Regions from separate parts of the Drosophila melanogaster genome. Here region 2 is linked to region 1. A link is a contact called in public Hi-C data. All regions are on one chromosome and are shown on one strand. Each heading gives the region's core, a stretch centred on a gene start, on an enhancer-like site or on the middle of the called end of the contact. The rest is flanking DNA. Distances are from core to core; before and after follow the strand shown.

Region 1 (6,750 bases), core at 508-3,007:
TCCAGCGACGAGGCATAGTTCGAGGCCATTGTATCGCTGCCGCTGTACGCCGAACTGGTGTCACTGGAGTGCGAGCCCCGGTTGCATTTTTGGTGCAGTTCCGGCCGGTTGATTGTAGTCGAGCTGCCCACCACCACTCCTGTGCCTGCTATGCTTGTGGGTGGATACTGTTGGGGAGAGAGGTCAATTTAATTCAAGTACAATAAGCTAATCTGCGCGCACTCACATGATGTCTGATATGGTGATACGGATCCATGAGGGGTAGCTTTTGCTGTGGATGCTGTCTACAACGACATGCCAACCTTTGCCCCGTTTGATGTGATATGTGATGAGATTAGACTTTATACTTAACTGAAAAGGTTGAGAAAGGACCATGGTTAGAAACAAAAGAATTAGTGTGTAAGTCATCTTATAAGTAAAGGATTCAATACGCTTCTGTTCTTTATAAACCTCTTATTTTATATCAAAATTCCGTACGTCTAAAGAACTGAAATCGGACTTCTAAAACCACAATCAACTTTCTGTAACTTGTTATATCCTCATGATCACGGATATAGATAAAAGCAACAATAGTGGCAACTTTTAAAATTGCCATTTGTTCATTGTTTGCTTTTGTAACCGAAAACAATTGGCCGAGAGATTAGCCATTGTATAGCGTTTGGGCCAATTTGAAGAAAGGGTGGCCCAAATCGCGGATGTAGTGGCATCTGCGGAGCTTTGATTGCGATGCACACGGCGCTCGAAAACAAAGGTTTTCGAAACGAAATTGCTGTGAGAGTTTGTTAGTCAATTCTTATTCGGCTTTTTGTTTGCTGGCCGCGCAGGTTGCTGCTTTTGTTTTTTAATTTTTGTTTTTTTTTTTTTGCTGGGTTTTTTTTGCTGCCCGCACTAACACACTTTCATTTTCCGCCACAACAAACACAATGCTGCCAATAAATTAAGGCAAACAAAAACAATCGGAGAGCGGGCGAAAATTCTCATGGGAGATTGAGTATGCGCTGCCTACGCGTCGGCGGAGTGTGCATGTGTGTGGGAGCCAAAGCTGCTACTGTACGTGAGAGCGATTGCTGAGCGTTTGCATGTGTGTGTGCGAGGGGGCGAGCGACACAGAAAAATAATAACAAAAAATGAAACGAAAATTGTAGGCGACGACATCCGAAGCGCGGATAAGCCATACACAACAATAATAATAGGAGCATTGCAAAATCAAAGCGTAGTAAATAAAACACACTTTGCACCACCCACACAGACAGCAGACGCACTAACACACTCGCACAGCCAGCAGATATGGGCGTGTTTGGTGCAGTTGAATGGTTTTTGCAGCCAGCAAGGGTCCTCCAGTGGCGGGGGGTGGGGAGTTGGTTGGGACTGTGTTTATGCCCCTGCACTTGCTAATTATACGCACTTTTTTTTTAGACGCAAGTAGTTTCCCAGCTGCCCTTTTTGCGTACACTGCTGCATAAAGAGATTCAAGCAGCCTGTGTGTGTATTGGTATTGTGGTGCGCATTGTTGGAATTTCTTTCACTCACACACACAAACACACATCTCGACGAGGAAAAGTGGCTGTTGCACTGCAGTTTTGTGAGCGCTTTTCGCTCTCAGCTGCGTGGCCGAGTGTGTAAGATGGTATTTCGAGTTGCTTTCATTTGGTGAATTAGTTTTTCGATTCGAGGGCGACCGTTTAATTTAGAAAAATTAAGTAGCTGAAAACTAAAAGTCCGACGCGTCTTACAGTGTGACCACACCGCTCAGTGATACCAGGTTTTCTATACTATCTATGACTATCGCTGAATTGCGGTATTTAAATACCGATTGGTTGGTATAGATTGTTCACTAAGTTCCTTTTTAATACGCTAGTGGCGCCACTTCTGTTTCAAAAAATACCCGCTGATCTGGGAATCGGTTATTTCTGCTTTATGTTTTTTAAAACATTTATTTATAGATGGCGCCTTGGTGATTTTTATTATTTTCATACATTACCGTTATCAATTTATAAATTGCAAACTTTTTAAAACAAAGTCAAGTTTGCCCCAGAAAATCGAAATGCTGTGTTTTTAAGGATTTTTCTTTATTTATAATCTAATGCAATTTCTTCCATTTCAAAAAGCGTACAATTCTGAGTTTCATCTTTAGAGTTCTTTTTATTAAACATGATTGTGCTCAACGATTTTCTTTCTTGTCTCTACTTTTTGCTTATTTATATTTTGAGTTACACTGATCTTTAGAAAGGGAAACGTATCGTTTAGTTTATGGTTATGCTAAATTAAAATAATTATATTTATATTTAGTAAAGAATCATTTTAAATATTTGGAATACATGAAAACCATTGAACTCTTAACTGAAATAATGTAAATGTCGTCTATCATGCAAATTTAAAACGAACTTACAACTATGCTTATGATTAAAACTTATTTTCTTAGATCGAGTTGATATAACTGCATATCTTTATTCAGCGAAACCTTTTTAAGCATTTGATAGAATACAAATTAAATAAAATAGATATACGGTTATTAAGACTTTGTACAGCACAAGAAAATAGGAGGGAAAAGGCACAGTAAAAATTTGGTTAAACAAAATACATTTTTGATATGCGTCTAATTGACTTTTGTGTAGACTAGAGATTTAAGAACGAATGTCTGCGATTAGCCTAGGTTTTTAACTCGAACGAGTTTAGATTTGCAGAAATACAAAGCAATTTGCACAATTGTTTTCACACTTCTTTGTTTAAACAGTTATTGTCAAAATTATATGCAGGCTTTAAATATTTTTTTTCCATCGCGATACATCGTCAAAATGCAGTTGTAATTTCCAGGAAAAGGGGCAGCAACGGCAGGTGGACATTATTTAGTTTTTATAAATATAGACTCATTTCACTTTACTCTAGTAAATATGTAAAGCATAATTGATTTGATAGATAGCGTTCAGGTGGAGGAGCGATAGGTACACACATATGTCAATGTTTTCATTTTCGATTCCATTTAATTATCCATTGGATAGAATGCACAAATATTACCATACGGAGTTTTCTACCAATATTATTTACACTTAAACTCTTTCAATGTGTATTATTCGAGGGATTTTATAAGCTATTCACTTGATTGTGTCCTTAGAAGTATAATATTTGTTAGCGATTCCTGTGTTTTACCGTACAAACAGTCGTTACCTCTGATATACATACATATTTGGATAATTTCCGATTGGGCATACCCAGTCGAAGAATGTGTAACGTATTAAATTCGGGGTTTGATTTGCGATTGTTATTCATTAAGTTCTCTACATGCATTTCTCTTTAAAATTACGTTCTTCCCGGATAGCTGTCGAAATTGATAATTGAATTATAACCTGCTAAAATCATGTTCAATTCGTATTTCTACGCCTAGAATGTTTCAATACATGTGTGTATGGGTCTGTGGCTTAAAACCTAAATTCTTGCGCTGCAGATACAAATGTATCTCGCGGAAACTGGGTCGACTCGACTCGTCGCGCTGCCAGCACTCGCACATCAGATCGTAAATCTCTCGCGGACAATTCGGAGGCATTGGCAAAAGTTCCTAGAAATACGAGGCAACATAATTCTTTGACCACATCAATAATTGTTTCTATAGCCACTCACATGCATTTTGTAGTCCCGATATATGAGGCCGATGTTTTCAATTACACTTTTGTCCGACAAATGCTCGTAGGGCTGCTCCCTGGCGAAAGTCAATATTTCCCACAGGGCAACCGCAAAGGACCACACATCCGATTTCGTTGTGAACTTGCCCTGCAAAGAGGTATTATCAAACCATGTTAGATAACAGATAGATCATTTAATTATTAGGAGATACACATATATAAAACCAAGGGAAATTGCAAAAAGTAAGTATATTTTTGAAGCGGTAAGTATTTGGTTGTCCCACATTCATTTTATCTTAGCTCCTTTTAGCTCCTGTTCATGTATCTAAAACCTTTTGCAGCCTTTCATTATACGCAACAGCGTTCCACAATCCGCCCCCTTATCAATTCCGATTTTTCCTGCAGTGCTATACACTCACTCGTTCGTTTATTTGGGCCCTGTTGAACGCCTCTGGAAACCTCTAAAAGCATCCTTTTCTCCCCAAACCACGCCGACTCGTACTCGTACTTGTATCTAGTCTTTCTGCCTCCCAGAGGCTCTTTGTTTTTATTTTTATCTGTCATATTGTGTGGGAATGTTTGTACGTACATACATACTATATTCATGTACATTTCGTTCCGTTTGCTTTTCGTAGTCTGGCCAAAAATCTGCTCCCGGTTTTCGTGTAGTTAATTAATTTAGTTGGTGCGGTTTTTGCTTGGGGATTTATAAAATATTTCACTCGGTTTTTGGTTACTTTTACGCTTTGCCAAATGTTTTTTTCTACTCACTGCTTTTGTTATAAAATTGCGTATGAAACGTTTTTTCGGTCAAAAAAAAAAAACACTCACGACATAAGACGAGTTGAGCACCCAATGGGTTAATGGACTCTGCATGTTTGTTAATTAACCAGCCGCCTAATTGGGGCTACATTTTACATTATTTTATTGATTTGATGTGGGCGTTGTATTATTATATAAAAAGAATAAATAGAGTCAATACAGAAACAAGGGTACATATTTCATAAAAGCTTGTTCGCCATGGAGAGGCATTAACCCAACGAAAAGGGTAATTCTGACCAAATATAATCATAAGGTATTAAAATTGACATTTAACAGCCGAAACTTTTAGGGCTTAATAACTATAGTTACAATTGAACTTTGAAATTTGTCATTGAACAAGTGATTTGTTGTCAGTCCTCTGTTTCATTAATTAAAATGGGGTTTACTAAGCCCGCCTTTGTCACATTTTAATTAGTATATATATATATGGATTTACTGTTTAAGGTTTCATATAAAGCTTCTAATACACAAAAAATATGATATATAAATGTCATTCTTGTTTATTGTTGCACATTTGGGTATGGGTATGTACTAACTAAGTTACTACTCACGCCTATAAAACGTTCAAAGTTATGTTATTAGTAATGCAGAACTTTGATTGGATTTTCACACAAAATATTCTAGTTTTGAATAGGTGTTTTTTGATATTACTTTATATATAATATAATATGATCTATATACTATAATATCTTACCAATAGGACGCTCTCCCAAGCCATCCAGCGAATGGGCATGGGCTGGCTCTGTCTGCCGGTGAAGCCCTCCAATTGGCAGTAGTCCGACGCGTAGGCCGAGCGGTTTATCACAGTGCCGATGGAGCAGACTTTGACGCACAGTTCGGGGCCAATGATGCAGCTCCTGGAAGGAAGCGGAGCACATGGCATGAGGGCAATTAAAAAATAAATACCAGAAAATAAATATTAGGCCAGAGAGCTAAAGCGCCCCAAAGATACTCGTGCAATGTCAAGGATTCCAAATATTTGCATTTGCTTAGACAAAAGAACGCCCCCAGTGTTCTCTACGTCCAGTTTGTTTTTCAAAGGAGTTGACTTTGGCTTGCAAATTAAAAATGACAGATTTAATGGAAAAAGTACGGAACAAGAATTTATAAATAGGTTTCATCCTTGTATGGCTTAGTGTGAAATTCACAAGTACTGCAATTTATCAGTTCTATAAAGTTGTTACTCAATAAAAATTAAATGCGTGAGTTCTAAGTGGAAAAAAGTCCTCTCTTTTCTGGAATTTGTATAAGTTCGAAGAAATACAGTTGCTAGGATATTTAAGTACCTATAGATACGTGTGGGTTTTCATGTCGAAATCAATAAGTGCTTCTTTCGCTCTAATCTGAGGAATCAACATCGAAACTAATTATCGACCTCTGAATAAGGAAGGTAGGGGCACCGCCCCTTAAGTGGAAGGCTAATCAAATATGCAAGGACCAAGTGGGCTGAAGGACTAAGCGCCCGACGCTTCAGGACTAATCTCCTGCAGCGGAGCATAAAGTGAGCCATAACCCATCAGCCGACCGGTCTGACAAGCATAATTTCCTGTCTCTCAATATTGAAAAAGGATATAAAGTCCTGTCATATTGCAAATAAAATGTAAGCTTGAAGTGCTAAGAGCGACGTCGTTGTCTTGACATGTAATGCGTTTAGCCCAAACAGCAAACCACATGTCGAGAAGGGGTCGAAAAGGGCAAGTTGCAACCCTCGCCTCGGATAGACAACTGTTTCTGATTTCGGCGCATTATAGATTTCCATTTCCAGGACGTGTCAACAGTTTGAACGAGTGCGAGTGCGACGACGACGAGTACGAGTATGAGGTGAGCTGAGTGAAAGGTTTAATTTTCCACAAACATGCGAAGGGGCGGCAACACTGGAATTGTGGGTCGCTGGCTGAGTGAGTAGTTAAGTAGGCTTGCCAGGGCTGTTTATGGATTGGCTTGGATTTCCATTCCATAGACAAGCACTGACAGTGACGTCGACACGTGTCGAGGCTTCTCCAGCTGAAAACCGAGACCAGTACGAATGTACACATTCATTACACGGTTCCGATTACTTCTGAAAAAGCAATATACTTCTGATCGATTACAGTTACTTTCTATAACATTTAATTTCATAAAAGTTAATAAATGTTTTCAAAACGTTGAGGGTATAGAATCATTAATCGAGTTGGCAGCACCGTGTAGTTTCACGTAGGGACGAAGCGCATTGAGCTGGGTGCAAAAACTTATGTATAGATTAAGCTTATATTTTTCATGAACGTTTTATGTAAAAAAGCCTTTTAAAGATAGCATACCCAAAATATTCATG
Region 2 (7,052 bases), core at 2,835-5,334, 1.7 Mb before region 1:
TTGTCACGATCGAAGCACCAGCCACAGCTCAGTGTTCGTAGACAGGATGAACAATTTCGATGCTGTTCGCAGGATTTGCATTGCTGCTGAAGAAAATGCGGTGTCTGCTGGGGTTTGTGATCGGCTATTTCTTGCGTCTGACGACTGACTACCTGATCCACCCATTCTCGGCACATTCCAAACTGATACTCGCTTGTGTAAACGGAAAAACTGAAGCACTGTGCGCTGGCCTCACACCAAACGCATCGTCCACGCTCGCCGAGGCATTCCTGACAGCCATGCCGTTCTCTGCAGGATCGTGGGCAATGCTCAACCGCCCGCACACTGCTATTGGTCTTGCCAATCCTACCGCAACGGGCGTCCTCGGTCCACCACTCGCACTCCCCACTCCGGGCGCAGGCCTCGCAGCTAACGTAGTTAGTGCAGTTCGAACACTGACTGGGCTGGCTGATCAGGTATGACCAGTGAAAGGTATCCAGAGTCTCCATCTTGCACACTTCAGTCTCGTTGACGGATCGCAAATGGCAGATATTGGTGAGAGGACACCAAGCACAGGAGGCGTCAGTGAGGCAGTGCAGACAGTTGGAGTACTGAGTACACTTGCCAGAGTAGTATGGTTCCAAATACTCGAATGTGAAGGCGTTTAGCTGGCCGTTATGCAGGTGCTGAAGTTCCATCTTGGTCTTTTGATAGGCGTTGTAAATACCGTTTCCTCCAATCCTTCGTCGAGTCTGTAGTTTAATATTTTTTAATTAGAAGTAGAGAAAATTGTGTAAAGCACTCACCTGAAAATCAATGGTGAAAGGTTGCTCGGTGGTTGGAAGCTGGACATTGCTGCAGTAGCTCTGGTTTGAGCTCTGCGTAGTGACGTTTACAAGCTCATCGAGATTAAGACCCAGGCCAGCGCGCAACACAGCCGAGGAGTAACTGGTGCACACCTGGATGGCTGAGTTGTTCCATTGATGTTGCGGACGCACGAATCCCACCAAACGGGCCAGCATTTCTCCTTCGAGTTTGTGCTCAAAATATGTGGTAAACGGCGGCGAGGCAAAATCCACCATAGTAGCATTCACAATACCCACGTAATCCGGCATGGTGTAGTTGATCGGAAAGTGGTACTTGATATATGTAAGTCCCGGGCGTCGATCAGTACTGGTGCACAACGATGGTCGCCGAATCTCAGTGCCCTTGTCACCCCACCAGCCTGAACTATCTCCACATATTCCGTAGTTGTCATCGCGATGATGGCATTTTGCATTCTGTACACACCATGTGCACTCGTTTAATCCCAGTTTGCTGGCCACCGAGAATGCTGCCTTATTTCCGGATGACTTTCCCCATTGCGAACCATGTACCAAACACGAGTGACAATCGCCGAGTGAGGGGCATATACCTGGGCATCTGGTGGTTTGCAGATTAGTTGTGCAGTTGGCACCGATGGTGCGACCGTAGCAGCTGCTATCTGCCGAGCACCAGCCACATTCCGGATTCGAAAGGCAGGCGGTGTGCGAGGAATGCAATCTGCAGGAGATCTCCGGATTGTAAAGAGTATTCTCAACCCTTAGCACCTGGGGAAGTTCGTAGGCAAAGAGATCCGCATTCACATTTCCATGGTAACCGCCGACAATCAGGAGTGTGTGATTCCGGCGCAGAGCAGCCGCATGTGCAAATACACCCTGCGGCTTGGGGTAAAGACTATCATCAGCGGAAACCACTTGATTAATCCAAATGTGACAGCTAAGATGGTACCAGTACATTTGGTTGTCATAGCAAATCTCATCTTTGTTGTGCCGGTGAGTATAGCCACCGAAGACAACCATGTAGTTGCCCGAAATGGTGGCCGTGTGGAATGCTCGCTCCCTGGGTATATTGGTGTCCCTGAGCGCCGTTCGGGGGTATAAAATCTCCGTCCAGTGCATTTGATCCAGTTGAAATGCGTAAATACGATCCGAGAGCTTAGAGAAGCGGGCCAAGCTCGTCATGATTCCACCAAACACAATTAACGAATTGGTGGCTTTGTAATAGACCGTCGAATGCGCTGCCAGGCGAACGTCCAAGGTCTTGCCGCCTCTCGGTTGCACCAGCTCCCATTGCGAATCTTCAGAGAGGGGAAGTGGGATACGATATACGCTGGATGAGAACTCACCCGTCTCCAGACTACCACCGAATATATAGAGATACGATCCAGCGGTGTTAAGCGTATGCCTGGCCAAAGCAGGCGGCTTCACTGCGGACCTAATGGCCATTTGCTTCCATTTGCCACCACTTTCCGTATTATTGTACTGCCAGAGATCACTGTAGAAACTACCATTGGCATGCTTCCCGCCATAGATAACGAAGCCGCCGGGCACACTATCCGCTGCATGGCCATATCGTCCGTGCGGCTTGTGATCCGTAACCTCCTCCAATATATCTTCCAGATACTCGTTCAACTCTTCATCCGTCGAATTCGCATTCACAATCGTAAGAGGCAGGGAGGAGCGCGTGCGGCGCTGGTGCAGATTGGATTCCGCCAAGGTGTACAGAATGTTGCGGAAGAAGCTTACGTCGCTATTCAGACCCCATAGCTTGGCCTCGTCCTCGTTTTTGTGCTGGAGAACGGCCTTAAGCAAGGTATGGTCGATTTTTTGAGGATGGTAGAAGTGACGGCGACTCTGGAGCGCAATACCCCATTCATCCTCCCACTGGCTGGTGCTGAAGCGATAAATCTGAAATCCAACCAAATTAGTACGTTCTTTTGTATCGTGAATACAATAGAATAGTGTATACGACTTACCTGAAGCGTGCTTATCACGTTATTTAGATCATATCCGCCGAAGACGTAAAGTGCGTCCTCGTCTTCCATGTATACGGCGCTGTGGGCGGCACGGGCCGTCATTCCCTCGGCGTCGGTGGCCAGCCAGCGCCAGCTGCTGCCCGCTGGATGATCACTCAGATCACAGAGCCGGCCGCTGTAACCGCGCGAGCAATGGCATATGCTTTTCTGGCAACGACCTCGTCCCTGGCTCTCACCACATCGCTGGGGACAGGCCTCATCCTCGCAGTCGGGGCCCACCCACTCGCCGTGACAAACGCACTGATGACCCACGCACTTTCCATGATTATGGCAGTTGTTAAGACAGTTTGATATGTAGTAAGAGGCGCGAAAGCCGTCCAGCACGTAATTCGTGTCGCTGTACATCAGGATGAGCATCTGCAGAAAGAAGATAAGCTATGAGAAGGGCATCTATGAATGGTGAACAGTGTCCCTTAATGGCTGCCACCATGTTATAAATATATTGGTACAAGATCAAGCTTAGCGGATGTAAGTTTGACCCTAATGCATAAAGATAATATTCAACAGATTATTTTGGAGCCTGTCTCATTGAAGGTCATGAATGGTAAAAATATTCCGGGTTTCTAATTGTGCAAGTTTTTGAATAACTTTATTCCACAAATAGATCCTATATATTTAACCACTCGTCAAGGCAAAACACAACTTACACTCCCGCTGCGCGCCACCAGTCGCTGGGGCTGGGTGCGTCCACTGAAGCTCCCCAGGAGCGTCGAGTTGAAGGAGTCGCCATCATAGACGTAAATGTAGTCGTAGGAGCACTCGGTGCCCATGCTGTGGAAGGTTAGCGTGATGTACTGGCTATCATTGCGCGCCTTGATGAGCCACTCGCAATGTGAGTCCTGCGTGTAGTTAAAGCCGGAGGGTCCATCGGAGATTTCGCCGTAGGGCTCCGTGAACACCTTCCGGCTGCGATCGCATGGCGCCGACGGCGATGTGGACGGGTGGGCCTGCTCTGTTTGCAGCACCAGCGTCCAGAATGTCAAGGTTGCTAGCAACGCGTACATTTTCTGCATTTTAATCGCTCACTTTTTATGCAAATTTTTGGCTATCTAACTGGTTGCCGTTTTGGCCGTTTAGATTTGCTCTAGCCAGCGCACGCTGGCTGCTGCCATTGCTCACGACTTGCCGCTGGGCCCGGGCCACCAGCGCATCCGGTTTCGGCTGCTGGAGATTCGCTATATTTCCAATTATTTTCCACAGAAAATTGTTGAAAATATTTCGATTTATTTTTTTTTTGTATCGGGCCCTATCGGTCTTCGATAACGACGTTGCTTGTCGCCGCCTATCGCTGCAAGTCGCGAGCAAAACAAAACATATGTTTCGCCCTCGATGGCAATGCCACTTTCACTTTTTGGTATTTTCTTAAAATCTGATTGATCTGGCAGCGCTCAGCATCAAGTGACCGTTAAGATATCGAAATATTATATATGAAATATATTATTTTGTCATTTTATTAGCATATTTCTGTGGAGATCGATGAAAAAACCAAGCATTCAGTTCCATGAACATTAAAAATTACTTGAAAATAATTAATGTGGGGCAAAAATGTATTATACGTAGGTTCGCAGATAAAGTTTCGTGACACTAAAAATACATAAAACAAACAAACATGGTATACCTAATTGATAAGGCGTTTACAAACTTCATTAACTAATAATAATAGTATTCTTCTGTACTAAGTTTCAATATATGCACATTCAAAACAAATGTAAAAACAATTGATTTTACTTCAAAAAGTAGAAAATAGTTTAAACAGTGCTTAAGAACTATACAAACATCGATATGCATATCAAGTCACAACAATGAAACGAAAACCTATCGATAGCGCATGGCTTGACGGCACGCTGCCATCGCTATGTGATTTCCTTCTTTTTTCGCCTTCACGAAATCAAGATGGTAAGCGTTTCCCGAAATCGTTGAACATCCGCAATTGTTATGCCCGAAATTAAGTGATTCCGCCAAAAGAGCGGGAATACCGAAATGATTGACCCAAGGAGTGGTCTATCGCGGATCGCGACGGCCAACAAGTGCGTTGCTGTTCGGCTTAAAAATTCGGTGTCGCTGCCCAAGGAATTTTGTACTAATGGGATTTGTGTGTTTTCCAGGTGAACGTACCGAAACAACGCCGCACCTTCTGCAAGAAGTGCAAGGTCCACAAGCTGCACAAGGTGACGCAGTACAAGAAGTCCAAGGAGCGCAAGGGAGCTCAGGGCAGGCGTCGTTACGACAGGAAACAGCAGGGTTTCGGAGGTCAGACCAAGCCCATCTTCAGGAAGAAGGTAAGTGCCCCCATTCGTCTAATGCTACCGGGATCGCTTGCCGCCGGATTGCCATCGACACTAATGGCGGCTAGATTGGAATCCCTGGAATGGCGCTTCGTAGAACTAAATCGCTGCGCTCGTTGAGCATTATGCTTTTTGGTGGGAAAAAACTGTGCCAGATCAAAACTGTTGTTGCACTGGTGCGGCCGTGAAGGCAACGTTGTGTGGCATCCATGCCCACAACGCCCCACCGGCAACTTCAGACAATCCAAATGAATTCATGACCACCATTTGTATGCCGCTTGCTAACTGGAGTTCTAATTCCATTTTAGGCCAAGACCACCAAGAAGATTGTGCTGCGTATGGAGTGCACCGAGTGCAAATACCGCAAGCAGACTCCCCTGAAGCGTTGCAAGCACTTCGAGCTGGGCGGTGACAAGAAGCGCAAGGGACAGATGATCCAGTTCTAGGCACCTTCTTTACACCATTAAAAATCCTTTTTTCGCTAACGAAGTGGTTTTATGTTGTTTTCGCGTCGCTGCACGGCGGCAAATAAAACAAAATAAACTTGTAGACGTAAGCTTTAAAAAATGTTTAATTGCAAGGTGTAGCAACATGTGCTATATCACAAGATCAGATCACGCTCTGCGCCAGGCAGCTCACTCTCGCTGGCCATCCGCCAGGATCAGATCGGGTGTGCTGCAATGGAAATGAGCTTGATGAGCTTTCAATTTGGCCAAACCTCTCCACGGAACTTACTCTAAAATACGCGGCTCCAGACCTTCGGATTGCATTTTCTGCTTAACCGCCGGTGCGGGCACACCCACTTGCACCATTTTGAAGAACTTTCTGTAACGTTGATCTTCACAGGCGCGCACACCAACCGATTCAGGCGGGAGTTCCGGCTCCGTAGGATTCTCGGTGGTCGGTGGTTCCGTGGTGTCCACCATGGATGCTTCTTCGTTGCGTTGCTGGTTTGATATCGCTGGCGCTTCGGTAGCCTCAGTCGCTACATGGTGCTCGGTGGGTATAGACGCCAGCTTGGCCTCCAGGATGATGAGGGCGGCCTCCGTCTTCTGCAGCTGCCGTTCCATCTCCACGAACTTCGTCTCACAGCCCAGGGCAAATTCATTTAGAAAGGTGCAGGTGCTGACGAGGAAATGGTTAACGAAGGCCAGGATGCGTTTCTGGTTCAGCGGCGGTATCTGGAGGAACAGAGTTGAGAGCTGCAGGTGCAGTTCACCCTTGAATATAAGTCCCATACCTGGGTCTTGTCCACATTGCCGGTGATTGCTGCAGTTGCATCCATTATTTTATTTTCACCAGCCGTCTTTTATTTTAGTACTTTTCTGGGTTGCCAGGCTGACTGACGATACTAAATATTGTTCGCTCAACATCAAGCTGATCCAAAAATTTGGTATTTCTCACGTAACTTAACACAGTTAACTTGGCGCCTAGTTTAAAAATGAAATAGAACTGAAGTTTCTTTCAAAAAACTTGTGTGCATATTTAAATGTTTTGAAATTTCATTTTTAAAGTGAAAAAAAACGAATAATATACATAAATACATAGTTATAGCTTAGAAACCCATTCAACAACAAATCCACCATTTTGTTTTAAATATTTTATTTATTCACTTTATTGTATCTTAACATGAAATGTGTGAATGTTATTTCTCCGAGTATTATGCACTTCTTCGTCAATTTATTATAAAAGTATCGTTCAGTTAATATGCATTTCCTTTGACATTATTATTTATATATGTATGTATAAACTTATGTGCTGGGTGTTCCATTAGGACCTGGGACCTTCTCACTATGCTCAAATCTACAATGAACTTTTATTTTGACTTAGTTAAATAATGCTTATCGTGCCCATCTCGGCGTCGCTTTCTGCGGCTTAAGTATTAGTTGGAATGCCAAATCGGATCCGCGTTTTATTTATTATTTGTATTT

Evidence for each region. A called contact is a pair of places that touch in the nucleus more often than the background predicts.
Region 2: a Hi-C map of the Kc167 cell line shows a contact between it and region 1, with 6 times the contacts expected there. The contact joins the promoter of Megf8 here to the promoter of PDZ-GEF in region 1. A contact is called at or near these places in 12 of 107 Hi-C or Micro-C datasets (the Kc167 cell line, the ML-DmBG3-c2 cell line, the OSC cell line and 4 more).

What each region holds. Positions count from the first base shown.
Region 1 is chr2L:6,318,774-6,325,523 of dm6, reverse strand. PDZ-GEF (PDZ domain-containing guanine nucleotide exchange factor) reads right to left here and starts at 1,757. Exons shown (of 8, transcript NM_001273197.1): 1 at 1,531-1,757; 2 at 227-351; 3 at 1-167. The coding sequence starts at 256. Ddr (Discoidin domain receptor) reads right to left here. Exons shown (of 17, transcript NM_001298737.1): 15 at 5,134-5,296; 16 at 3,616-3,765; 17 at 2,058-3,553. The coding sequence ends at 3,389.
Region 2 is chr2L:8,040,503-8,047,554 of dm6, reverse strand. Megf8 (Multiple EGF like domains 8) reads right to left here and starts at 4,084. Exons shown (of 6, transcript NM_135336.4): 1 at 3,484-4,084; 2 at 2,777-3,193; 3 at 786-2,708; 4 at 1-731. The coding sequence starts at 3,840. It overlaps RpL36A (Ribosomal protein L36A), which reads left to right and starts at 4,646. Exons shown (of 3, transcript NM_001298808.1): 1 at 4,646-4,732; 2 at 4,942-5,115; 3 at 5,430-5,682. The coding sequence starts at 4,730. The coding sequence ends at 5,567. It overlaps snoRNA:Psi28S-2648 (a small nucleolar RNA gene), which reads left to right and starts at 5,205; the gene lies at 5,205-5,366. Cka (Connector of kinase to AP-1) reads right to left here. Exons shown (of 5, transcript NM_164779.3): 5 at 6,729-7,052. It also overlaps CCDC53.